Regions from separate parts of the Bos taurus genome. Here region 1 is linked to region 2. Evidence: chromatin contacts called from public Hi-C data. All regions are on one chromosome and are shown on one strand. The core of a region is the stretch at or near the end of the contact, and the rest is flanking DNA. Distances in the headings are between cores, read along the strand shown.

Region 1 (5,635 bases), core at 47-2,546, 160 kb after region 2:
TGCTTTTTCAGATTTTTCAGTCCATCCTCTCCATTTTGAGTCCTCACCAGAGTCAGTGGTTCTAAAACCACTCGGGCCCTGCCCCCCTCTCAGCATGTCAGGGCGGGGCCCTGGAGTGTGTGTATTTTTCATCTTCAGGATGATTCTATCAGCAGCCTGCTTCTGGAAAACCACTGTCCTGGGTCAGCGTTTCACAGAGAACACTTCTCTCTCCTTCCCCCAACTCTCGAGACACTAGCCACGCAGGCTAGCACAATCTAGGGTCTCACAGCTGAGAGAAATTCCTGTCACACCCATCTTCTCACTGTTAACACAGGCAGTACCATATATCCCCTGTTTCTGACACTGTTATCAAATGCACCAATTTGGGGTGGGATGGTAATTTCCCCATTTCTGCCATGGGGAACAGGGTTAAGTGACTTGTCCCCAGAGTCACACAGTACTTTTTTTTTTTTTTTGCTGCAGTGCACTCCTGGGTTGGCATGTGGGATCTTAGTTCCCCAGCTAGGGATCAAACTCACGCTCCCTGGAACAGAAGCGCAAAGTCTTAACCACTGAACCATCAGGGAAGCCCTGGAGGTGGGAAGTTCTAACAAAGTTGAGCAGATAGGATAAAAGATTGCTCAAAGAATGTTCTTTTCTCTATGGGATGGTCATCCTCCACCCAGCACACAGGCATCCCAGGAGAGGTGTGGGAGAAAGGGGATCCCACCCACCAGATCTGGACCTCAGGCCTGGTGGTGAAGTGAGGACGCTGTGGGGACCCTGCCATCCACTGGGGAACTGGCTGCCCAGCTGAAGAACAAATCTGCGTTATGACGAGTTATCGTGATGGACGGACTGAACTTTCTGCTGGCTCCTGCTCTTCCATCACTATCCTTGACTTTGTTCTCTCCACCTACCCAATGAGCTTCCCTGGCTTCTATCTGGGTTCAGGGATCAGTCAAACCTGCAAGCTCACTTCCGCTTTCCTAATCTAACATGAAAACGTGAACTATTTCTATGAAGCCTTTCAAGGGCAATATCCCCATGAAAATCTTCCTTTTTCTCTTGATAAAAGGAAGCCAGTCACTTGCGCTGCCAAGAAATCTTGCATCTTTGCATTTAGCTACTTTATCTGTTATTAATTCTAGTAAGAAAAAATTACCGCTCCCAACATACATAGTGACATAAACTGAGAATATTTCATAACATTCTCAGACCTGCTAACTCAACTTCTTCCTGCCACACCCTTCCCCACTTCCCTTTTCACCCCACCCCAACACACAATAACAAAATCATTCTGTGGGGCTTTTGGCGGGGGTGGGGTAGGTGCTGGTGGTAAAAGCAATTGATCAAATGCTCGCTGAGCTCCTGCTGTTGGCCAGCTGCATCCTGGTAAACGGTCCCTGGCCTTGACCTCCACACAGTCTACTGGAGAAAATGGATGCATGAGCCAGTCCAGTCTAATTCAGTGGAATAAACAGCCTGCCTAACCAATAATATGGCCAATTGCTTAGAAGGCTGCGGGGAGGGGTGAGAAGGGGGACAGAAGCAGGGAAGAGAAAGGCTTCCCGGACGTAACTTTTGGTTAGAATGAGAGGACCTTGGGCTTCCCAGGTGGCACTAGTGGTAAAGAACCTGCCTTCCGATGCCGGGAGGCATGAGAGACTCAGGTTTGATTCCTCAGTCAGGAAGATTTCCCTGGAGGAGGGTATGGCAACCCACTTCAGTATTCTTGCCTGGAGAATCCTATAGACAGAGGAGTCTGGCGGGTGATGGTCCATAGGGTCACACAGAGTTGGATATGGCTGAGCAACTGAGCAAGCAGGAGAGGACCTTGGGAGGAGAGTTGTGGGGATCCTTGGTCCAGTACCAGGCTAAAGAGGAGGGTGCAGAGCCATCCACCAATGTGCACATGAAAAGATCTGGTCCTTTACCGAAATCAACTTCTTCTCCCAGTTATTACCTACTTCAAATTAAGTTCCAAGCAGTGTGTATGTCAAAAAGTCTGTCCTGGCCCTTGCAGCTTTCAGGGCAGGCCCAGCCCAGGAGAGGGGACATCTATAAGGGAGCCAGTAAATCTGCATTATTTATGTCTCAGCATAAATCCGTCAGGCCTGTAATGGGAGCTCCCAGCTATTCAGCTATTTGGCTGTTTTCCTTGGAGTAGAAAGTGTGACTTCCTTAGCTTCAGAACGGCTCCCCCCCAGTGCTAAATTTTGTTAAAATTGTCATGGATTTCCAACCAGCCTTTTCTCTGTGTACGTGCTGCCAGCCAACATGTGTGATCCTTTTTATCTTTGGAAAAGAAGATCCTTGTAGATCCTTGTAGAACTAGAAAAAAAAGGGATGCGTTCTTCTGGCAGAATGGCCCTTGAGCAAAGGAAAAGCAGGATGGGCAACTGCTCACTGTAGTATCTGGGGCTTCTGAAGGAGGTTGTGGGAGAACTGTTTCATCAGTCAGTCGAGTTTACAGTAAAGCATCTGCAAGAGGCAGGAAGACGCACCATGGAGATAAAAGGCCCCTCCGCCCCCCACCTCCCATGTCCTTCCCTGGTGCTGACCCCTGTGGTGGGTTTTGGAGTGGTCATCGTGAAAGCTCTGTAGACAGTGCCACGTTCATCCCCAAACCACTGAGGAACACGAAGCTTTCCCCAACTGAAAGTCCAAACAGGCCTCAGACCAGAGTCTGAAAGGAACCTGGCCAGGTTGAAAGGATACTTGCTAGGCAGTAAATGCAGCTGTTTCAGTTATGCCGTCAGTACCGTCAGTACCGTAATGGCTTACATAAGCAGATAGGACTTGAAGGAGCATAGCATAATCCCAGGCCTGTTTTTACCTACCTACTGCCACGTGCCACAATGTGATAATCACAGTATCAGTGTGATGCAACTACAAGCAATTCCAAAAAAATTTTGCTTTAATAACATGAGCTGAGAAGCTCAAAAACATCTGTTCCAAGTAGCTTTCTCCCATTTGGATAAGTTCTTCCAATACAAAATTTCTGGTGATTTTGAAAAGGAGAAAAAAAAAAACCTTCAAAGGATTTTCACCTTTACTGTCCTTTATCCAGCAAGGATATCAGATCAGTTGTTTAGGTTTTTGTTTTGTTTTGTTTTGTTTTGTTTTTTAACCAGGCCTCCACTGTAATTGCACAGGTAGGTAAACAGGCAGTTGATGAATTCTGAATAGTCTGTAGAGGTTTTTAGAGAGTGCTTAGGATTTTATTGAAGTCGGCATATCCAGCCAATTTAGATTTATAAAAACAAGTTGATTGTGCTTTGCTTCAGAAGCACTAAAAATAAAAGACTAATCCTCCAGAAAACTATTAGTGAAAATTGGCTTCTTTAATTCTGCTCTTATTTCAGTAAATCTTTTTAAGAGGCTTGTTAATGTTCTACTGGTTAGTAGAAACGGGTCCTCAATGGAGTGATTCTGTGGATGGAGAGGTGTGAGGAAATGATAAGTTGCTGCCATCTACTGACAGAGAGTGGTAACAGCAGGTGCTTTTTGAGGCCTCCATGGACCTTCTCTATCTATCTCAACCCTGATATCACCCATGGGACTGGTGGAAAGCACATTCATCTATCTCACAGTCTCACGACTTAACGGGGCTCTTCATAGAAGAGACAGCCTTATCTGCCTGGCGAGCACCTCTCCCATCATCCCAGCAAGGAATGTCCTCTCTCACTGAGATAGATTGAATTCCCAACAATAGCTGTGCCCACAGAGGGTCCCCAGAAGATATTATATGAGTTTTCACAAAGGCCTGACACTTTGAGTTTTATAAATGTGCCAGTGAAGGTTTGTAAAGAAGAGAAATTGACTCTGTGTCTCTGATCCAAACTGCTTGCTTACAGGTCTTGCTGGCTTTGCTCGCCTCTGTCCTGGAGATCAATATGAAGTAAGTATGGTGTCAGACTGGGTGTTGGACTTGAGAGACAAGAGTCAGTTGTCATTATTTTGCCTCTTTAATTGTCTTTTTATTTGTATTTTTTTTTTAATTTTGAAAAATAAATTTGGGCCCATAAGAAAGTTTAGAGATTAGTATAAGACCTCTCATATATGGGTCATCTAGACACTGATTTTTAATATTATGCCACATTTGCTTTATTATGATTAATATTGCTGTTGTTATTTTTCTGAACCATTGTAGATCAATGCACAGATATCATGACCCTTCACCCGTAAATTATTTTCCTGAATATAGGAAGACATTCTCTCATATAAATGTTGTCCAGTTCTTGACATGAGCAGACTTAGCATTGATCCCTTAGCTCGTGTCGTTAGATATGAGATCTACAGTCATGTTTTTCCATGTCCCAATATTGTACTCGATAGCAGCTTTTTTCCTGACCCAAGATCCAATCCAGGATTATGACTTCTTGTAAGTATCAGGAGCGAAGAATAGTGAAATCTAGATCTTTCTTTATAAAAAGTATACTCCATAAAGTAAAAAACGCTTTTTATCTTTTTCCTTTTCAAAAGGGAACCTCCATAATTATTTCATCTAACCATCACCTCCAGAACCTTCTCTAATCGTTCATCTTGGTGGGAGGTTGGGGGAATGTATCTTCCTCTAACCAGTAAAGCTGTCTGACCAAGGGGAGTCTGCACACCCTCTCCCCAGAGTGTGTCAGGTTTCAAAATCCTTGTCCAGCTCCATCTCCCTTTCCCAGAAGGAGGATGTCTTATTTCTTGCCTCTGGCCGCTGAGTAGATTTTAGCTGTTGGCTCCTTGTCTCTCTGAAGGGGCTGGGGAGTGTGCAGAATTAATCCAGTCGTTGTTCTACTGAAGCAGAACTAAGGAGAGAAAGAGCTTGTTGACCTGAGTGAGCTGAAGGGCTTGATACAATAACCTTTAAGCCCTCCGCACCCGGTCCTAGAGAAGCAGAGCTTACTCCCTTTTGAAAGTCTTTCCCCGCGTTTCCTCTGCTCCACCCACCCCCACCCCGAGAATTTGGAAGAAGGGACAGTCAGGACAGGGCATGAGGATGCTGGAGAAGGGGAGGAGCGGTTTTTACCTGCCTTTCCCATCCTGGTGTTTGGAGGGGAGGCGGGTGAGGGCAGTGGAACCTGAGGACCCTTTGGCATCTTCTCCCCAGATTTTCATGAAGTATGGCCGACAGAGGTGGAAACTGAAAGGCAGGATAGAGGTAAACGGCAAACAGAGCTGGGACGGAGAAGAAATGGTGTTCCTGCCGCTGATAGTCGGGTTCATTTCCATCAAGGTACGGGGTCGGCACTGCTGTGTGCTGTCTTTGCTGCTGCCACAGCTGAATAGTCTGTCATGGAGACCTGTCCCTGAGACGTCTGCCTGCTGCCCCTGCACCCCCCAGACCGCTGTCTGTGCTTGTAGCACATCCCCAGACCCACCCTTTGTGTCAGAGCGGGCAGTGCAAATGTGAGACGGGCTTGGGAAACACCCACCCCCAGCTTCAGATATGATTCTGAAATGCCTGCGCCGGCCAAGAAAAACAAAGGAGAGGGGTGCCTTCCTCCAGCGCTGTCCTCTAAGGCCTTTCTCCCTTCCCTCTCTCACCAGGTCACAGAACTCAAAGGGCTGGCGACTCACCTCCTGGTCGGCAGCGTGACCTGTGAGACCAAAGAGCTGTTTGCAGCCCGACCTCAGGTGGTGGCTGTGGACATCAATG
Region 2 (5,613 bases), core at 1,004-3,503:
TTTTCAGTACCAATAATTCTGTATGCATTCATTGTATTTTTTTTCAGGGCAAAAAGAAAGGAAAGAGAGATAGTTGGCATGTATTACAAAATGACAGAAGGGGGAGAAAGTACCCAGTAGGGTGAAACCAGCTATTAAATAAATACCCTCCAGTAATGGAGTCACCAAAGCTCAAGCTCAGTAATGAAGGGAAGGGGAAGGGAATAACCAGACATGCTTTTCCATCTTTTCTCCATCCCTCTCTCACCATAAATTCAAAAATTTTTGTTTCTAGTAGTAAACATGGTTTTATGTTCATTTGACTCCTATTTTGTGGCCACTATGACATAAGTTTCTGGCACCCATGTAAAAGTTCATGAGTGACATATATATATATTCATCTTTTTCTCGGTTTCCCAATCCCCACTTTCTATGCCAAAAGCCCTGACAATCCTTGTTATTCAGTTGCTAAGTCATATTCAACTCTTTGCAACCCCATAAACTGCAGCACACCAGGTTTCCCTGTCGTTCACTATCTCCTGGAGTTTGCTCAAATTCATGTCCATTGAGTCCATGATGCCATCCAACCATCTCATCTTCTGTCACCCCCTTCTCCTCCTGCCCTCAATCTTTCCCAGCATCAGGGTCTTTTCCAATGTTGGGACTTCTCATCAGGTGGCCAAACTATTGGAGCTTTGGCATCAGTCCTTCCAATGAATATTCAGGATTGATTTCTTTTAGGAGTGACTCGTTTAATCTCCTTGTAGTCCAAGGGACCCTCAAGAGTCTTCTCCAGCACCACAGTTCAAAAGCATCAATTCTTTGGCCCTCAGCCTTCTTTACGGTCCAATTCTCACATCCATACATGACTGCTGGAAAACCGTAGCTTTGACTATACCTCTACCCTAGACTGGAGATTAAATACATTTGATCCATTCAGATATAGTAGTAGAATGTCTGTTTCATGTGAATTTTAAAGAATCAGAGTTTAAAAATTGGAGTCAGTAAGTGCTTTTTATATTACAAGATAGAAAAGCACAACTGAAAGGAGGTAGTTTGACAATTTAAGGTCAGAGCTCATTTGATGCATGTTCACAATTACAGAAAGGAAAAGAGTGATGCATCAGTTGAAGGGACTTTATTACCACTAGAAATGGAACTTTTAGTCAGGTATTGCATCCGAAGCTCACTCCATCTCTAGTCACTGAATGTTCCTGGATTCATGACTGTTTAGTCATTCAATGATCAAACGCTTCATTTTCCTTCCTTCACTTTCCTCTTAGGTGTTTCAGCAGCAATTAATCATGCTGTGGAATGCTTATTGCAATAGCAAATATCATGAAAATTGAACATACAGCTAATTTTACTTTTCATGAATAGAGCTCCTGTGGTTTCCCTTCAAGGCTAATGGAGGGGATACATTCCCTCCTTATTCTCAACTTTAAATCACTAAGATTTACCTTCAGGGATCCAGCTTCCACTCAGTCTAAATTTTTCATCATTGTGAATTTATTTCATATGGTTCCTTTCCATTGTTGATGCCATATACCTTAGGAAGTACTGGAGTGAATAGCTATTTATTGTTTATTTTTAAACTGCATTTTAAAGAGAAGGCTTTCAAACTATGATTAACTTCATTTTCTGTAGGTCTATGACAGACCACTTCCTCATCTAGTTCCATCGCCTATATATAAGAGTGCCCTACAAAATCTCCATGGAAAATTAGGGAAATTTATTTCCTGAAGGAATAAGCAAAACAGGCACTTCTTTTCCCCCCTACAATTACTGTAATAATGTTTGACATCAATTAGTAAGCAGGGCTTGAAAAGGAAATGGGAATTTGGTGAAAGCAACTGATTGAATTGTCCTGAAGTTAACACAGAGTAGGGAAGATCCTATGAATTTTCCAGTGGCTTTTAAATATGACACAATCTAAGAGGGCAGCATGCCCGCTAGAGCTCTTTAGAAGACAGAACATGTCTAGTTAGGCTGCAGCAATGATGTTGCCCTTCACTTCCCATCCCATCTTATCGGGAAGGTTTTGTTATTTTGTGCTCATTTCAGAAGCTGATGTGTAAGTGGTGTGTATGTCTGTTGCCATGACAACCCAGCAGTAGTTGGCTCAAGCTTCTTAACAGAGTACAAATGTGCTCTGGAAGAGATGCTTGTCAGAATCTGCCAGACTGTTTTCCCTCCTGGCTTCACACAAAAGGTTTAGAAGGTTCCTAACTGCATTTAGAAGAGAGACAGGCTGAAATTTAGCATTTGATTCACATGACTAATGACTTTCAAAAGCTCTGATCCCCTGCTGAAGTAATCGTGTTCCAGTCTATCATTTCAGTACATTGAGGGCAACTCTATATAATTAAAGAGAAGGACCAAGTATCAATGCAGCAAAAAATCTTGATGAATACCGGAACTGGGGCTTTTGTTGACTTTTAATGTGACTCATAACTATCTCTACATTTAATCAGAGGTCAGTGTGACTGCCTATGTTCTTATTCCTATTTTGGTTTGTCAAATTTGTGTGTAGGTGCTGTACCAAGAGAGAACAAACAAAAACAAAAAAAAAACCCCAACCAACAACGCAAGCCAAGTGCATGATCCCACAGGCCCCTCTCCATACACTTGCTTTGCCCCATTTTTCTTTGTCCCTTTAAGTGACCAAAAGAATTCAACACAGCATTTTGTGCCAAGGTACACACAATTTTCAATTATTTAGGGATGGATTGACTGATCTTTGGGGTTCTTTGAGTCCTTCATTTTTACTCCTTGCCCTCCCCACTGTCTGCCAAATCTCTTTCAGAGGACACATAAAGGAAGTGAAATACAAATTAATTCAACATTTCTCAGCAGCTTTTAAGAGGGTTTTGTTAGGAAGATGAGATCTAGTCAAAAGGGATGTGGGGATTATCTGTGCTTCATGCTCACCCAGTCTTTGCAATCATGAGTTATCTCTAGTTGGCTCTACTTAACAGATATCTTTTGTTAGTTACCTCATTATTCCATTAAAGGTACCTCAGAAAGTCAAATAAATACTGGCTTTAAAAAAATCTTCATATATCTTAAAAAGTGAGTGCTATTGAGAAAGTCAGGTACCAAAGTTTACAGGAAATTTCAAAGTGATCATAGTTTTGTTTGGATCCTAGTTACAACTTGATTCATTGAAAGAAATATTAATTACACTAGGATTCAGTCACGTCTGACATGTCTTTAAGGAAACAGTTTAAACCTAATGGATCTTAGTTCCGTTGATAATAAAATGGGGGAGTAGGCAAGCAATTGTTCTCAGGTCCACTTCATGTCCAATGTTCTGTTTCCTTTTGGGAATTCTGGGAAACCTAAGTCCCAAAATGTACTGATTCATTTTAATAAATTAGAGTTTAAAAATATATAGGCATGAAAGTTAAAGTGTTAAGTCACTCAGTCGTGTACATCTCTTTGAGACCCTATGGATAGTAGCCTGCCAGGCTCCTCTGTCTTTGAGATTCTCCAGGCAAGACTACTGGAGTAGTTTGCCATTCCCTTCTCCAGGGGATCTTCCCGACCCAGGGATCAAACCCAGGTCTCTTGCATTGCAGGCAGACTCTTCACCATCTGAGCCACTAGGGAAGAAACTATCTATATACAGATATAGATATATGTATATAAACATCCATCTATCTATCTATACACCTCAGAGATATTGTGGGTTCAGTTCCAGACCACTACAATACAGCAAATATCTCAGTAAAGAGTCATACAAATGTTTTCATTTCCTGGTGCATAGAAAAGTAATGTTTACACTATACCGTAGTCTAGTAAGTGTGCAATAATGTTTTGTCTAAAAAGATATGCATACTTTACAAATACTTTATTGCTAAAAAAAATGCTAATCATCATCTGAGCCTTATTGAGTCATAATCCTTTTGCAATAGTCATATCAAAGATCACTGATCACACATTACCATAACAAATGTAAAAATAACAATGAAAAAGTTTGAAATATTGCAAGAATTACCATAATGTGACAGAGACACGAACTGAGCAAATCCCATTGGAAAAATGTCAGTGATAGACTTGCTTGATACAGAGTTGCTATAAGCCTTCAATTTGTTAAAAATAAATAAAAAGCTAGTATCTACAAAGTCCAATAAAATTAAGTGTGTCTGTCTTACAATTAGCAATAAGAGAAGCATTTTAAAAATCAACATTGAGACCCCTTCCAGCCCTCTATCTTAGGCCTGCTCCCCTCAACCCACCTCTACCTCCGTCCTTACCTAATCTTACCCCTCAGTGTTTTAAATAAGAAGCTAACGAAGAAACTGAACATTTCTGGTTTCAATTATTAACTTACTTAAATTCAGGGTGACCATCTGTTTCAGAGAAGGGATTTTAACATGAAGTGAGAGGTTAAACTAGATGAACTCCAAGTACCCTATCAACACTCACTTTCTGATTTGAAATATTGGTGCTAATTGTACAAAAGAACCAGGGCAGAGACCACCTATAGATCACACACTTGTAGTCTGTGGCTGGAATTCAGCCCACAAATGCTTTGTTTGGCCTGCACAAGTGATTTAATTTTTCTAAAGTTTGGTTACCAGCATTTTAAAAAATGAAGATTTTACATTTTAAAACAATCCAGTTTTCAGCTTCTATTTCCAGTGGAAAGCGGCTGCCCTTTCTGGTCAAGGCAGACGCTCCCCACCCTGTTCACCACCATTCCCACTCCACTGTGTCCTCATTCATTCTTCCTGCCCCACCCTGTCAACAAGGGACCCATAGATGCTTGATTTACTGGTTGGTCAAGGACCACCTACTGTCTTCAGACCACCATTGAAGAAATACTCTTCCAGGAGAAAAATCATGGAGTTTTCAGAGTATATGACCTGACTCATATCCAATCCAAAGTTAGAGCTTCCTAATGGGGAAATGTACTTACTTAATGATTTTTTTTTTTTTCAGAAAATGAGAGAGAGAAAATGAAAAAGCAATCTGAACATAGATGACAGATATTTGGTATGTGGGATGCTATTTTTGCATATCCTGATGAACATCTTACTCTGTGCAGACAGCTGTCTGCCCATGCTCACCTCTGTGAACAAAAGCAGAGAAATCAATCAGAGGTTTCCAGTGACAAGGCAGTGCTTCATCATCCTCCCTTGATAAGAGAGTAACTAGTGGTTCTGGATCTCCCCTTCAATGGATATAGGGATCGTGCATTCTGGGTTTCTTTTAATGGCTTAACTGAGATATTACTCACATATCACAAAATTTGCCCTTTTAAAATGTACAGTCCAGCTATTCTTTAATATATTCACAAAGTTGTAGAGCCATCACCACTAATCGCATACTATTTTCATCACCCCAAAAAGAAAGCCATTACCCATTTCTCCCTCCATCTTCCCCTCCCTTAGCCCGAGGAAGCCACTGATCTGCTATCTGTCTGTATGCATTTGTGTATTCTGGACGTTTCATATAAATGGAATCATACAAAATGTGTCTGACTTATTTCACTTAGCATGATGTTGTCAAGTTCACCTGTGTTTTAGCATGTGTCCAGACTTCCTTTTTATGACCAAATAATATTCTATTGCATAAATATGCTACCTCATGTTTATCCATTTTGAAATTGATGGACACTTTAGTTGT

What was found. Hi-C and Micro-C count contacts between places; a contact is called where the count stands out from the background.
Region 1: a Hi-C map of skeletal muscle shows a contact between it and region 2, with 5 times the contacts expected there. The contact joins two enhancer-like sites. A contact is called at or near these places in 4 of 11 Hi-C or Micro-C datasets (blastocyst, liver, skeletal muscle and 1 more).

Annotation. Positions count from the first base shown.
Region 1 is chr23:32,964,620-32,970,254 of ARS-UCD2.0, forward strand. RIPOR2 (RHO family interacting cell polarization regulator 2) reads left to right here. Exons shown (of 22, transcript NM_001035425.1): 9 at 3,843-3,886; 10 at 5,087-5,212; 11 at 5,527-5,635. Among named protein-coding and RNA genes, the nearest start is that of ARMH2, 31 kb to the right of the region's middle. Within about 2 kb of position 1,297, at least 17 of the 102 cell types and tissues checked have an H3K27ac peak or open chromatin away from gene starts, as enhancers often do.
Region 2 is chr23:32,808,213-32,813,825 of ARS-UCD2.0, forward strand. It overlaps a transcript of RIPOR2 not described here. Among named protein-coding and RNA genes, the nearest start is that of RIPOR2, 100 kb to the right of the region's middle. Within about 2 kb of position 2,254, at least 6 of the 102 cell types and tissues checked have an H3K27ac peak or open chromatin away from gene starts, as enhancers often do.